2 separate regions of the Mus musculus genome follow, and region 2 is linked to region 1. Evidence: chromatin contacts called from public promoter capture Hi-C data. All regions are on one chromosome and are shown on one strand. The core of a region is the stretch at or near the end of the contact, and the rest is flanking DNA. Distances in the headings are between cores, read along the strand shown.

The links. Promoter capture Hi-C pulls out the DNA fragments that hold promoters and counts their contacts.
Region 2: a promoter capture Hi-C map of pre-B cells shows a contact between it and region 1, with 4 times the contacts expected there. A contact is called at or near these places in 1 of 39 promoter capture datasets (pre-B cells) and 1 of 130 datasets of targeted methods (double positive thymocytes).

The regions. Positions count from the first base shown.
Region 1 is chr19:4,300,964-4,308,851 of GRCm38.p6, forward strand. Grk2 (G protein-coupled receptor kinase 2) reads right to left here and starts at 5,259. Exons shown (of 21, transcript NM_001290818.1): 1 at 4,939-5,259. The coding sequence starts at 5,051.
Region 2 is chr19:5,841,444-5,849,331 of GRCm38.p6, forward strand. Neat1 (nuclear paraspeckle assembly transcript 1 (non-protein coding)) reads right to left here and starts at 4,035. Exons shown (of 1, transcript NR_131212.1): 1 at 1-4,035.

The sequences.
Region 1 (7,888 bases), core at 4,009-6,508:
GGCAACAGCTAGCACACTGTGGCTGTAGCTGAGGCATTCCCTGGTGGCATTTCCAGGAACCTGGCACCGAGGTGGCAACAGCAGGAGGAAATCCCCTGGGGCTTCTTATTAATATTTCTCAACGACTCTCCCAGGGGCTCAACAATGTTCTCAGAGCTCAAGGGGCCACTACCAAAGGGGAAAGACCAATTGTAACCACCATGTCCACTAAACCCAATGAAGGCCAACACTGGTTGACCCAGAACCAATGGTCAATGCCAGGAAGCCCCGACCTCCAGGTTCTCTTGCAGGATGCTCAGGAAGAAACACTTCAGGCATCACAAACAAGATGTAAGCAGGCACCCTGCACCTCACGCCTACAAGGGCATCAGGAGCTGACGTCCTGTCAGTGTGCACTGAGAACACCATTCTAGGGGCCCTTGTCCAGCAGTCACTGGAAGGGGGTTGTCCCCATCCCAATTCTGGGGCAGCTTCCACCCCCAGAGAAGTGACCCCCATTTTATCACTGAACACCCACGCCTGCATCACCAAAGCCGCCCTCTTCAGTAAGCAGTGATGCAAGCCAGACAAGATGTCGGTACAGAAAAATGCTGTTGCCAAACGCCTTACTTTTGGGATCTCATCTGAAGTGGGCCTGAAATAACCTAAGTGTAACTATCCAGAAGAAATGGCCTTAGGAGCCAGTGGGGAGTAGGGAAGGGGCCCAGAGAGGAACAGCAGGTATGATGGAGGCTGTGCATTCCTCAAAACCCATCACATGCTCTCGGCTCCTGCTGTTTATTCCATAATATCCCGAGAACAGCAGCCATGTGCAGGCAGCTGGAACTCCCTGGGGCCCCTAGGGCTCTCAGCTTCCTACACAGCAACCTGGGCACAGGAGAAGCTGCGGCAGAGTCTATGCCTGCTCTTGACGTCACCCAGGGTTTACTACAAGCGTGGATTGTGCATTAATAGGACACATCATTCCCAGGCTGACAGAGCCCAGATGCCTGTGAGCGCGTGGATCCTGACCTGTGATGCGCGTGCTCCCTTCAAACCCATTTACTGAGTGCACGGTGGAGAAGAGAGCAGAGCTGAGCAACTTAATAGCAAATCCGTGAGATGAGAGCCTCACTCCGGAGAGGAGGGCAGATGGGAACAGGCATCTCAGAGAGCCATTCCCAGGGAGTGGTAGCAGTTTCAAAGGCCCGCAGGGATAGACTGCAGAAAAGATAATCTTGTTTTCAGGGGCAGGAGGTGGGGGGGCGCTGCGAATGGAGTGGAATGTTCTGGTAAGGGGTAAAGGCTGGCAACCGCAGGCTTTCTGCTGGCGATGGAGAAGTGGAGGGAGGAAGAAGAGCAAAAGCCTTCTCAGCTCGCCTGCTCAGCCCTCCTTCCCCCACCAATCTAGGCAGGAAGTCCTGGCTGTAATGAGTTAACAGGAACGAAGAAGCAGAGAAGGAAGAGTAGCAGGGTCTGGGGAGAGGGGGGAAACAAGAATGGGGCGGGCAGCATCTGAGGAAGCTCGTGGTGGGGGAGGGACCAGGAAATAGCCCAGAGAACCAGAAGGCTGCAAGAGGCACCCAGCTCCCACATGCTGCTGCTGGGGCTGCCACTGTCACTGGGGAGAGCAGGGACATCTCCTGGGACCGCCCAGGCAGGGCTCCTCACCCAGGAGCCCTGAGATTAATTACACAGGGCCTCAGTGGTCATATTAAGCAAATGATGATAATTATAAGACTGCAGCAGCTGCTGGAAACAACTTCTGTAGGGCGAGGACCAGACCTCAGTCCCACAGTCTCGGGAGGTCATTGGCGAAGGACCAGCCCCCTTGTTTTACCAAAGCAGATAAACTGAGGCAAGTCCATTCAGGATAAGTGTGCCTGGGTCCAGTGTGAGCCAGAATTGCAGGAGTAAGAATCTATCCATACAGCGCCCCTCCTGAGAGAGAAGCCAGGACCCCCATGTCCCCTCCTGAGAGAGAAGCCAGGACCCCCGTGTGTCCCCTCCTGAGAGAAGGTTGGGTGAGTCTGCTTCCCCAGATCCTCTAGGTGACAGAAGGAAGGGGAGATGCTTCTGCCAAGTTACAGTGGCACAAAGCCCAACAGTTCCCAGTCCCCAGCCCTGGGAAATAAGAGCTGTGATGCCAGCCAAGCTCAGCCAAGCCACAACCCTGGGCACCAGTCACAGAGAGGCTGCCAAGATGGCCTACCCTAAAGTGGAAACAACTCCTATTGGCATACTGGCACAGGAACGAACCCCATTGCTTCTTTACCTGACGCTGGCTTTAGGGTGGGGAAGGAAGCAGGGCCCTGTATGTGATGGAGGCCCTGACATGGAGCTGTCCCTCCTATCTACACACTAGCTTTGCCAGGGCAGCCTGTGTTTCAGCAAATGGCAGAAGGGTTGGGTCTTGTATACCGTGACAGCTGATGATGCCAGAAACTGCCCTGCTACTTTCAGGCCACCACCCCAGACCCACAGCTCCCACGACAAGTGGTTTCAGCCATCCCATCCCACAAACCAATTATATGGGAGTGGGGGAAAGAGACAAAGCACTGACAGGAAGAGACTGTGGTTGGGACTCCAAGGACCTGTGACCCAATCCCAGATCTTCTGTGTGACAAGCCTCAAAGCTCGGTTAGTAAATGAAGAAATACCACCTGCTGGGTCAGCCAGCGTCCCAGAGTTGTGAAGACAAGACACTTCACAGATTGGGATATATTGGGCACACATGAGACACGATCACAACTACCTTCAAGGGTGAGAGATACCTGCCTCAATAGTGTGCAGAGCGCGTCACCACGTAGGGAACCTGCCTTCCATCATGAGAGGCTTGCATGCCTAGGGCCACAGCACTGCAGGGTGACTGTCTGAGCATACCAGTGGGCAGAGTTAGAGGCTCCTAACCATTCACAGACTGAGCAGTTGGCCCAACAACATCCTACTGATGGTGACCCTGCACCTGTGGTATCGCTTCCTAAAACTCACAGCCTGCTGCAATTTTGTTCACAGCTATTACCCCATCCTGGTACTGTTGGCCTTGCCAACTTCACATGTTGGTTTTTGGATCAACTGAGATGACAGATGTCAAAATAAATAATGAATTATTAAACTTTCCATTCTTATTCAATCACATCACATCACAACTGCCACCATATGAAAAGGTAAAAAGAAAGAGGTACAGCTCGTTTTTCAGGGTTCTTGAACACCAGCAAGGAGACGACCGGAGGTAGGGTCTATTAGGAGCAATGCATTCTGGGGAAAGATTGTCCAGACACAGAGAGTTCTAGAAAAGGCACCACCTTAAACTTTGCAGACCTCCACCTGCAGAAGAACCCCATGGCTGTGGCCGCCCAGGAGAGCACTACAAGCCCAAGATGCGGACTGCCCCTCCCCCACTCTTCCCTTTAAGTTTTGTCATTTCTGAACTCATTTTCATCCTAACTGCTGCTGCCCCTAGACAGCCCCAGCTGACACTCAGTCTAGTTCCTGTTTTGAGAAATCTGATTGCAAATGTCTTAGAAAAAAGGGGGGCCCAACGGCCTCTTCAAAACACAGACCAATTTTTCCTCTACAGGGCTTGGTTCTCAGTCAAACTGAAACCCAGTGTGCAGCCACTGGAGGAGGGGGCACGGTGACAGGCACAGCAGCAAGCCCGCAACCTGCCCACCTGGCTCTAAGGACAGAGGACACCAGAGGCCTATTTCACACTGCCCACTGGGGGTAGAGCATGTTCTACCACAGAGAATGACAGTAAAATCAAGGCCAACTCTTGGCTGTTAAAGGAGTTGGCATGGGAGGCTACTGGGACTGGCCTCACCACCCACCAGGAGGCATCCTGGTGGGTGGACACATCTCCTCTTCCAGATGCAGGACAGACGTCCAGGCCACCCTTCAGGTCAGGACAAAACATAAAACTCGAAGCTGAGAGCCCTGATGTGGAGGCCAGGTGACACTGCACAAGCCATTCCAGTCTGAGTTGTTTCCCCTCTCACACACACACACCTTGTTCTATGGGAACAAAACTACACCTGTCTCACTCGCTCTCTGGTCTCCTGTGCAGCTCAAATAGGAAGATAAGTCTATTTACCATAATATACTGGACAAGCCCCAGCTACACCTCTCACATCCTGCCCTGTTCTGCACCCACATCCTGGACAGTTTAAACTTTGATACCAGGTGCGATGACATCAGTTGTCTTGTAGAGAGGTGGCAGCATGGTCCATCTGCTGTAGGATGGGAGGTCCCCTGGTCAAAAGTACCCATAAGGAACCACAAGTGGGGAAAAGGGTAAAGTAGGGACTTCCCTCACCCACCGGAGCGCAGCCCTCAGGAATGGTACACTGCACTGTCCCCAGAAAGCACTCTCAAACCCAATCCCATAGTGACCCCACCATAGGGGAAGGCAAAATAAATAAATAAATAAATAAATAAATAAAAGTCTTCAAATTGGTCCTCTTCACTCCACAAACCTCACAAGAGTGTTACCCACTCCACGGGGAGTGGATAGGGTAGTGGAATACCAACGGGAGCAACAGACTGTGTGATACAATCGGGTAAACAGAGGCAGACTTGAGGAAGGGAACCACAAGGGAACACGAGAGGGTAGAGGGCAGAGCCAAGCATCAGGGTGGAAAGAAGGCTGCAGCAGAGTCAGGGGCTGACAGCGACCAGGCCGGGCAGTGAGATACAGGAAGCGGCAGGGCGGCCCAGGGCTAGGAGCTTGGACTTGGGGCGCCCAGGGCTTGCGGACACCAAGCCTTGCGGCGGCAGGGACAGAGGAAGTCTCCGGGTCCTGGGGCGGCCAGAATAATGGGGTCTCCGGGGCAGAAGGTCCCCGGAGTAGAAGGGGTTCCCGGGTCCTGGGGCAGAAGGTCCCCGGAACCTGGGGCGGAGGGGGTCCCTAGGGCACGGGATCCCGGGGCGGCGCGTGGGGCCCGGCACAGGCGGGCTCACCTGGGCTCTGGCAGCAGGATCTTCTTGCTGGCGCGCGCGGCCGGCGTGGCCTTGCTCTTCTCCATGGCCATCAGGTAGCTCACATCGGCCAGCACCGCCTCCAGGTCGGCCATCTTGGCGGCGGCGGCGGCGCTGTTCCTCCCGCCGCCCGAGGCTCCGCTCCGCTCCCGCTCGCTCGGCCCGGCCCGGCCCGCGCGGCTTGTGGGCCTCGGCGCCGCCGCCGCCCCGCCCGGTCCTCGCTCGTCGCCGGCTCACAGGCGGCGCCGCCCCATGGCGCCGGCTCGGGCCCGGCCCGGCTCGCGCTCCGCTCCCGCCGGGACTGCAGTCGGGGCGCCGCCGCCGCCGCCACCACCACCACCACCCGCTCGCCCGCGCCCCGGAGCTGCCGCCGCCGCCTCCGGCCCCGCCTGCCGCGCACAGCGCCAGCGAGCCGCCGAGGGGCCGAGCCGGGCGGGCGGCGGGCGGGCGGGCAGGCGACAGCGCCCCCTAGAGGCTGCACCGCTCGGGTCCGAGACACGGGTCTCAGTCCTGGTTTGTTACCTGAGTCTTCCACCAAGGACTCTAGGATGACCTCAGACCCCAAGCCATGACCACAAACGCGGATCCCATCTCAGCATGCTAGACTGCACGCTCCACTAGGGCCAAGACCGTGGGTCCTAACAAGAATCCTGACACCGACCAAGACTCCTATACTCAAATTTCTGAACATTCTCTCAGAGTCACACCATCATTACCACCCCTGACTCCTGACCTGACCAGATGACAATCCTGACTTCAAACTCCCAACAGGACCCCAGACTCAGAGCTTGGGCCGCACTCCTGACATGAACGTTTGTTGTTGTTCTTGTTTTAGAGAGGGTATCCCCGTGTAGCCTTGGCTAGTCTGTAACTCACTATGTAGACCAGGCAGACCACTAATTCACAGCGATCTGCTTTCCTCTGCCTCCCAAGTGCTGAAATGGATTAAAGGCATAGTCCATTAAACCACACTCTGATGAACGCCGAACTCATTAATTGATCGATCGATTGACTGATCAGTTGATTGATTGTGTATGCACATGTGGAGGTTAGAGGACAGACAATTTGACCATCAGTTCTCTCTTTTTACCACATGGGTCTCTAGGGATGGAACTCAAGGTCCTCAGGCTTGGTGGCAAACATTTTACCCACTGAGCCCTTCTGTGCCTTCTTCCTTGGCCAACTCCTGTCTACTTTACCTGGCTAGCACACGAGAGGCAAAAGCAGGTGTCTTTCTGTAAAGTCAAAGCCAACCAGGGCTATAGAGTGAGACCCCGTCTTAAGCAAATGAGTGAAAGCAATTTAAACTGCACACCTCTCTAGAGCACCTCTTTGCTTTCCAGGCTGCCAGGACACTCCCACCCCAGGCATGGACACTTAGAACCTGATTCTCCTGCCAGTTCGTGTCCAGCAAAGCAAGTATCCCGACTCCCCTGACTTCTTGACTCCTTCAGAAGAAAACAAATCCTATTAGGGGAGAAAGGTTGTCAGCGGACGACATCTCTAGACAGATCCTGCCTCTACTTCTCCTTTCCTAGGTCACCACTACAGCCTCCTGAGAGTCCTCTGACCTGTCCATTTCTCAGGGTTCCTAAAACTGCCCTCTGATACAGGCTCTGACCAGAATGGCTGTCCCCAAATCTAGATCTGATGGGATTACTGTACATTCAAGGCCAAACAACAGCTGTCTAGTGCCCCAGAGCTACCAAGAGTGAAAAGTCCTGTTTTTGTTTCTGGTTTTGGTTTTTCCAGACAAGGTTTCTCTGTGTAACCCTTGCTGCCCTGGAACTCACTCTGTAGACCAGGATGACTTTGAACTCAGAAATCTGCTTGCCTTTGTCTTCCAAGCGCTGGGGTCAAAGGTGTGTGCCACTATACCCACCTGAGACTGCCAAGTCTCCTTTGGTTTTGTTTGTTTGTTTGTTTGTTTTTTTTGAGACAGGGTTTCCTTGTGTATCCCTGTCTTGGAACAGGGTGTAGACCAGGCTGGCCTTGAACTTGAACTCAGAGATTAACTTGCTTCTGCCTCCCAAGTACTGAGATTAAAGGCATGAGCCACCACCACCTGTCAAAAGTGTAAAATCTTAAGGGGACATTTTGGACCCCAATTTTCTGCTGCCCAAGCCAGGTTCGGTTGAACAGTAACCTGTGCTTAGCTTTTTTGAAACAGAGTCTCACCATGTAGCCTTTGGTTAGTTTGAAACTTAACTATGTAAACCAGGCTAGCCTTGAACTTATAGAGATTTATACCACCCTAGTGGCCTAGGTGAACAGTCTCTCTCTCTCTCTCTCTCTCTCTCTCTCTCTCTCTCTCTCTCTCTCTCTCTCTCTCGTTTTTGAGACAGGGCTATGGAGCTGTGGCTGTGCAAGAATTCACTATGTAGACCAGGCTGGCCTCAAACTCACAGAGTTTGCCTGCCTCTGCCTCCTGAGTGCTGGGATTAAAGGCGTGCACTACCAGCGCCAGGCTGGCGAGTCTCTTAAACTGAAGCATGAATGGTAGAGTCCTGTTGCCCTCTTTAGCTTGGTTCCTGCCATCCCCTAAGAATCTCCTCTCTCTGTTAGTTCTTCACTTTGGGCTTCTGCTTTTCCATGGACCTGGAAGCCCCTTTATGTGCCTTCTTCCATAACCAATCCTGCTGTTCCTTTCAGACCCACGCCCTGATGCCCTGACCCCAACTGTATGCATGTTCCATTCTACATTTAACACTACCAGGCCATATTGCTTTCATTTAAAACCATCGTCAATCAAAACATTCATTGTTGTACATATAAATTGGGGGAAGGCAGCCATTACATCATAACATCTCTACACCTGAATGTCAGGCATGTTGATATATGAGGAGAGATACCCACTGACTTCCACTGTAATTGATGCTCCATGGTCATCTCTCTCTTTTTTTTGTTTTGTTTTTGGTTTTTGGTTTTTCGA
Region 2 (7,888 bases), core at 2,785-5,284, 1.5 Mb after region 1:
CCCATTCTGACTTCTCAGCACAAGAGAGAGGTCACTGACAGACTGACCGAGAAAAAGAACAATACAATACACAGGAGCTGAGAACACAGCCAGCCTGGCGGCTCTCAGGGAAGAGTAAGACACTTCCCACCCTCTGCTTGGTCTCCTACCTACTCCAGTTCAAGACAACAGTTCCATACAGAGCCACAGGCTACCCTCTGCTCTCAGCAAGCAGGCTCCAGTCCTAGCAGAGGCTGGCAGAGTTCTAAGCTCACAATCTGTCTAAGTAGTAACATTTCCAGCTTTAATGACACACCACTCAACTAAATTCAGGGCAGGTTGGCTCCTACAATGGATTAGCTACCATTACCCAGGACTGTTTACAAGGCGTGGCCCACTTCCTGGATTCCCAGGGCTTCTGACCACACCCTTCCCATGGTAAAAAACCTTAGTCATGTACCAAAAAAAAAAAAAAAAAACCAAAAATAGCCAAAGCCCAGCTCCTCAGGCAGACAGAATTGCATGTACAGACTGAAATCTCAAGCCCACACCAGCTTTTAAGAGTGAAAATATGAAAAGCTCATACCATATTAAGACATTTTCCCCAAACTAAAAAACCATACTATTTGGAATACAACCTGGGAATGTTCTAGATCATGTTCAGAATACTCCCTTACCTGCAGTGCCATTATCCCATGACTCAGTGTCATGTCTGCAGCCATTGTCAGCTCACAGTGAGCAGCCCTTCCCTCCCAGAGAGTTGACAAGCTGCTCAGACCAGACCTGCTCTAACTGCTTCCATGGTGCAGTGCATCTAGGCCTAACTATATGAAGGCAAAGTGACAGAGGTCGAGAATGTAACAGCCATGACAATTCTAAGAAGCTTCAATCTCAAACCTTTATTTTGCTGTAAAGGGGAGGAAAATGGTTAGTGGGTTTGTACACTGAACACTTTAGTACAGAGAAGCGTGTGCGACCAACCTGCAGTTACAGCTTTCTTCACATTTCCCCATTCCACACAGCTGTTCCAATGAGCGATCTTGCCCTGGTCACACCACTTTTAAGCACACTCACAAAACAACCACATATACAGGGTTTTCACAAATATGCAAATAAACAGGGTTTTCAGAACCAATTTTTACAAAGTGTTATCTAGTAAGATGACCCAGGGCCCAGTCTCTTTTATTTCCCAAACTGCTTTGACTGACAGTTTAACAGCTTCCCCTCTGCTCAGGGATGGTTTTTAAGCACCATTCAAGCCAAACCCACAATGGATGTATTCAGTGGCAAAGCACTCATGAGGTTTCTACAAGCATCACAATGATCTCATAGCAAGCGCAAGACCCTGTCCCCTTGTCACAATGACTGATTTGAAAGGTTAAATAAGCAAACCCTGTTGTCTTCTGGCCAATTCCAGAAATTCAAGATGTGTTTTGAAGGCATGGCTCACACATTAAATTCCTGTATGTGTTGTATAAGGCATGACTCCCATATGAAATTCCTTTAGATAGCAGCATTGGAATTCTTAATCACACAGTATGACAGAATTTCAATAGAGACCCAGAAGAGTCTGCCAACCTCCCCATACTATGGTTTCAGAGCCCACAACGGGAGGCGTTTACAAGCCCCTCCCCAGCTTCACTTCTTGGCAATCAGCTTCCCCCCACCAGGCTCCACCCCTGTGGCCTGCCTAGGTCAGGGTAGTGACAACCATCTATTGAGCAACTAAGAAAAGCTTTTCAATGTCACCCTTCCCCATTCAACAGTGAAGCAAAACAATTTTGCTCTTCCCCTTGTAGGATTTTGGTATTTTCCAAGCAACTGCATCTCAAAGTAGTGCCACCTGCAGGGATTTACCATCAGCCTTTAGATTTTCATGTGAACTATTTAGTTCCCAAACTGTTATTCCCATCAACCCACGGTTCCAGGCACAATCCTCACCCGCACCCCGACTCCTTCAACCCACCAATGCCAAGCTGAGCCCTGCTTTCTCCCACAAGTCCCATATCTGGTGCCAAAAGTATTATTCCCAAGCTTGATCCATAACTCAGGTTTCACCTTGGAAGGCCATTGTTTCAGGACACTGTCATCTGAGCAGGGCTGTGAACCCAGGCCAGCCTGGTATACACAGCCAGGCCCTAAGTCATAAAAGCTAATGAACAAAAGGGGCCAGAACCACTGTTGCCACTCAACCACCCAGTATCAAATCCACACCCTGGGAGAGACCATTCCCAGGGACCACTTCGGGCCCACGGATCCCTTTTAGTCCAGAAGACGTCCCAAAGCCCAAATTAGATACGGCATCTACCAAGTCGGCAGAATTTGTGGCTAACTTGCGCCTTCCCACTGTTAAACCACAAACCCTACCCATTTTACAACCAGCTCCATCTAAGGAAGATTCCTCCACACCAGTCATTTACAACCCAACAGCTTTCCCCAACACCCACAAGTTTTCAGTTAAGAATCCCTCTGACCAATGCAGAGGCAGGCAGGCTGCAGAAGCAGGGAAGGTGGGCGAGGTCACTGGGGTCCCGATCTACAGTGCAGCACGCTGCGCAGACGTTAAAGTGTCCTACACCTTACGCAATCTTCTCGAGGCCAAGTTCGCAGCACAGAACTACAAAGGCTGGATGGAGGCTTGTTTAGAAGATGCAGCAGTCGAACGCCTCTACCCCCATGAAAAAGGGTGCCTGCTGCCATTCATGCATCCGCAAAGAATGATGCTCCCAGAACAAGACATTCATCTGGAACATTCACAGCCGACGGCCCCTCCGGCTGGAAGCACCTGCCCACCCCCTACAAGCTGACTTCAACGATGGCCTCCTGAGCACAGGGCTTCCTGAGAAAGGCCTGGACCCAGGGCAGGGACGCGCTTCCTAAGCCTCTGGAATTCACTGTGTAGGCGTCAACCGAGGCCGCTGTCTCCTCCAGGGTGAGCCCTCCTGCACTGCTACGACTCACACTGGCAGGGGCTCCATATCTCCTGGTGCCATCTGCTTGCCATGGTGAACACTATAGTGATAAACCACGTCCATGAAGCATTTGGGTGACCGGAAACATGGCTGTGAGCCCACCCCAGGGTCCACACTCACGTCCCGCCCTCTGTGAATCAACACCATCCCTCCCCGCCCAGTCAGGGTGTCCTCCACCTTTACCAAAATGCCGTGCCCAAGACTCCAGCACCGACTCTACATCCTCCACAGGCTTACCGGACGACCCAGGGGCAAGGTTTTAAGTGACCCCTTAACCTCAGAGTGAGGGGCAAGAGTAGGGAAGAGTGAGACCACAGAAGAGGAAGCACGGAACCTAGGCAAAGTCCAGAGAGGGCACTGCTATCTGAAAAATAAAGTTGTGATTAATGTGGCCCCAAGACTTGCGCCTTCAATCTCCATGGTCCCCGCCTGGCAGACCTGACAGTAAAAACAACTTGTCTCTGCAGCCTCCTCCGGCCTCCCCTCGCACCCCGAAGTGGGTGCAGACAGGCCACACCCAAATTACATACCACCCTGGGCCAGAGCTGTCCGCCCAGCGAAGCTAAGTCCACCTTCCATAAGACCAGGCCTCATCCCCAGGTGGGTTCACAACCCCTTATCTGGAAAAAAAGGGGTCTGCTGGTTTTGTCAAGATCAAAGGCGACCTCCACTACGCACCTAGTCCTGCCCCACTGCCTGTCCTCTATGATTTCCGGGGCCTTCAAGGGCCCCCAGTCCACCCGTCTCCATCAACTGCTGCTCTGCCACTCAAGTTAGGACACTGCCCCCATGTAGGCCTGTGAAACTTGTGCCCTCCTGGACGTCAAGTGCCAGCAGACAGCAGGGATAGCCTGGTCTTGAAAGCTGCTGGTTCTTTGTGGATTGTTAAAGGCGCTTTGGAAGCTGCCTTCCACACGTCCACTGTCCCAAAATCTAGTCTCCTTTATACTTAGCCCCGCTTCTCCTCGCACCCCCATCCTAGTGGCTGCCTCTAATTCTGCCACCTCTCTCATCTGAGCCCTGAACTGGCCACTGCCTCCCCACCACTAGCCCCAAGAGCGAGCCCTCCTTGTCACTAACTCCTACAGGTGGAGGTTACAACTTTTGCTTTTATACTCTTGTGTCGCGTCACCCAAACACTGCTAAACGGAACGATTCCTCCACGGGCACTTAAAAAAAAGTTCCTCCCCGACCTAGCCACAGAGCCAAAGGAGCCCACGAGGGGCGGGTCATGGCCTCCGTCAACCGCCACTCCCTCAGATTGCTCAATGATCCTTTTCTGCTCCTAGCGGTGCGTCACAGGATGAAGGGCATATCCAAAGATGATATTTGGGCGGTGAACACCACCGGGGATAAGTAAGTCCCCTTTGCTGCTGAAGGGTAGGGTCAGCTGTTGGGGAAGAGGGTCACACCGAATGTCAGCGCTGAAGGAAAAGTACACGGGTCGCCTCAGGTCACCACGCCCCGACGAGGTCCGAAAGTAGGGCCGGCAGAAAGCCTGGAAAATTCCACTCGGTGGCGGAGGGATCTCTGCGGTGGCGCGTCAGGCGGTAGGGGTGGGGGGGTTGGGGCGGGACCGGGCGCGTGACTTCTCGGGCGTTGCCGCCGCCTGCTCGCAGGGTGACGTCAGTGCGGGCAGCAGCAGGGTGGGGGTGGGGAAGAACTATCCCAGCAGCTTGGGTGGAATGCTTAATTGCGTCTAAGGTTAATTAAATTGCGGGAAAGGTGGTTGCAAGCTATGATAAAGCAAGACTTTTGTATGGTACACATGCATATAGAATGAATGTGTGTATGTAATGTTTATGGTTGAAGAGCGCCCAGTACAGTTAAGTGATTTTAGAAAACATTTTTGCTTTTGGGTGTGGTATAGTGAGAAAAAATATTTTTAAGCTGCATTTCTCTGCGACAGTGTATGGTGGAGTTCAAGGCGTGGGTTTAATGACCACTGGGGGAGCCAGGCTGGCTGTCTACTTGGGGTGGGGTCCAGCACAGGTCCAAAAGCAAACGTTGTCCACAAACAAGGGCTTAGTGAGGGTTTTGAAAAGGGGAATTGTCACCGCCCATGTCAGTGAGGAGCTCGGACAGTCTGACAACCCCCCACCCCCACCCCACCCCGCCATGAAGCATCTACTCAGCTCTTCTGCCACCTGCCTCCACATCCCCCCCCCCCCATACTCCCCAAAATAAAAAAGCTGGTTCAAGCACGCAGAATGAAAAAGGCAGCTGGCAGAATTAACTGCCCGGAAGTCTCCTCCCAGGCTCGACACCCACTCTACAAACAAAACCACCCAGTGACAACAGGCTCCCTTAGCAACCCGGAGGAGGGAAGGAGGGGGTTGTTTTCCGGCCTCTAGCATATGGAATCTGCAAGCAAGGCCCGGCCTAGACTGCACCCTCCCGTTCCCGGAAAACTGGTGACTCTCTCTCTCATGTGACCAGCACAGAGGGTGATTATGTGGCAAGTGCTGGCTTGCTCACCGGTTCTTATGCCACGTAGATTCCTGCGCCTCACCCTTCTCCAAGGGCTAACCTAATCAGCCTTTTATTTATCTTTCTTTCTTTTTAATTCCAGAAAGGGTCTCATTTTGTCTCATACTGGCCTGTACTTCTTGGCTCATCCTCCTGCCTCAACCTTTTTAGTGCTGGGATTACATTACCACTATGTCCGCCTGGCATCAGTTCCAAGTGTCGGTGGTGGGTGGCGGTGACTGCCTGCAAGAACAGGGAGTTGCTTGTTAAAATGTTCTAGAATGCCAGGAGGCGGCTATGAAAGCAGGAGGGAGGGAGGGGCTCCCTGTGGCGGGCCTAGCCTGTGGAGTCAGTCTTTTCTGACTTTGAGGTGCTTAGGCAATTGTTCAACCACCTTCAATTTCCCTTCATATTATTCTTCAGTCCCAGGAACAGCTTTTGAGACTTTTTTTTTTTTGAATTAGTAGGAACAGGGTTAATTGGTAACACACCAAGCCTAGGGCTGTGTAAAGCTAGGTCGCCTGGTCACGCACAGATGAAGCATTTGTGTGCTCACAAGTCTGCAGCAGCCCAGGGACTGTCTCCAGTTCTCAAGGGCAAGATGGCAGTGTCAGAGGCTCCTGGCCTTCAAGGACAGTTTTCTTTGGAAACAATGTATTTGAGGGGAGAGGTGAGGAGGCCTTAGGGCCGAGGCTGTGCCCACCCTTCGCTGGTGGACATACCCAGAGTTTCTTCCTTCACACAGAGGACCTCCATCCCACTGAAGGACTAGGGCAGAGCAGCAACTCCCCCAATCAAAAAAGCTGTTCCAGGAGATTGTGGTAAACAGGTCTGTGGGTGGGGCTGAGGGGTGACAGCCAGAGGAGCCTGCCTGGTTTCTAAGGCATGCCCCTTCCCAGCTATGGGATTCTGGGATGGAGGGCAAAGAGCAAAATGGGGTTCTCTTTGTGATGTCCGATTAAAGGGGGAGCACGCTCCAATTTCTTTCTCAGGGACCTGGCAGCCCCCCACTGGCCTCATCTTCTTTGGAAGTCAGCTCAGCCCTGTTGTTTCCAGACCCAGGCAGACTCAGAATTTCCTACAAAATCTCTTGGAATAGAGAGAAGGGACGAAGTGCCCTAAAGGCAGGGCCATGCCAGTATTGCTACCACAAGAGAATATTCTGGAACTCCAGCCCCCATCCTCCATGGATCCAGTTTCTAGGCTGTAGTGTTTTTAGGTTCCCTTGTGCTTCTCCTGGTGCCAGAGGCCCCTCTGCCCGGGCTCCTTCACACTGAGCCCTGAGACATGCGGGTCAGGAAACTGCACAGTCACTGCGCATTGGCAGGAAGCCTTCCCATCCGCACTCACTGCCCTGGCAGGAGCTGGAACCGATAAAGAAGCCCTGCCCCAAATTTGCCAGGCTCTTCTGGTGGGAAGGGGCCCATCTCTCACCCTTCCCCCACTGTTGCAAAAATCTGGAAGTGAACTCTTTTTATGAAAACAGATCTCACCCAGTGGCTCCCTGTCTCCCTACAATCATAAGCTCTTGTAGGCCAGGGCTGCAAAGTCACCTCTCAAGGGAGCTCTAGCAATAAGTCAGTCTGTCCCATCCCTCCCCCAACTTGATTTGTGGGGGCAGGGTTTCTGTCTAGTGTGTCCTAGATCTCTGAGCCCACAGCTCTGGCAAGACGTGGGCACCAGCGTGGATGACTTCAGCTTATATTTTCTAAAGGTCACTCTGAATCCTGCGGGCTCTTGGTAAATATTTGTGGACTGACTCAAACAAGGAGCTCAGCTCTGCTGCAGTGCATGTGAGCCCGAGGACTGGGGTGGTGGCGGCGGCGGCGGGTCGGAGGGTGCTCTGAGGACCAGATGTAAGCAGAAGGGATTTGAGGGGGTGTCCTCAGACAGCAGGAGGGTGCTCAGGTGTGGACCCCTGCCTTTCCTGGGCATTAGGTGGGCTCTGTGTGCTTCTTGTCTCAGAAGCCTTTGGCTGGTGTCCTGGGCGTGTGAAGAACTTCAGCCAGACTTCAGGCCGTGACTTGCAGAATGCAACAGAGATGGTATCAGCCCCCATCCAAAGCTCCCAGGGCTGTGTTTCTGATTTATCCCCGTACTTTGCTGAGCACTTAGCCTGGCCCTGGCCCTAGGGTCTTGGATTCCCGGCTTCTTTGTCCCTCCCCTTCCCGGACCTTTCCCTGAGCTCACCTTTCTGACACCATTTCCTCTTTTCTCAGCCCCCAGTTCTCTGTGCCCAGAGGTGCTCTGGCAGGAGGTAGGAACTGTAGCCCAGCAGACAGGCTTCGTTTACCCTGGGGGTTCAGTAACCTCCATGACCCCTCTGGTGCTTGCTCACAAACGGCCCTGCTTCCTATAGTCCTTGAATTGCATGTCCTTTCCCAGCCTCCCCCCTAGGAACCAGTTCCTGTAGGGCCATCTGCTGGTGTCGTATTTCCCTTCCCCCTCCTCTGGGACCAGCACACAGG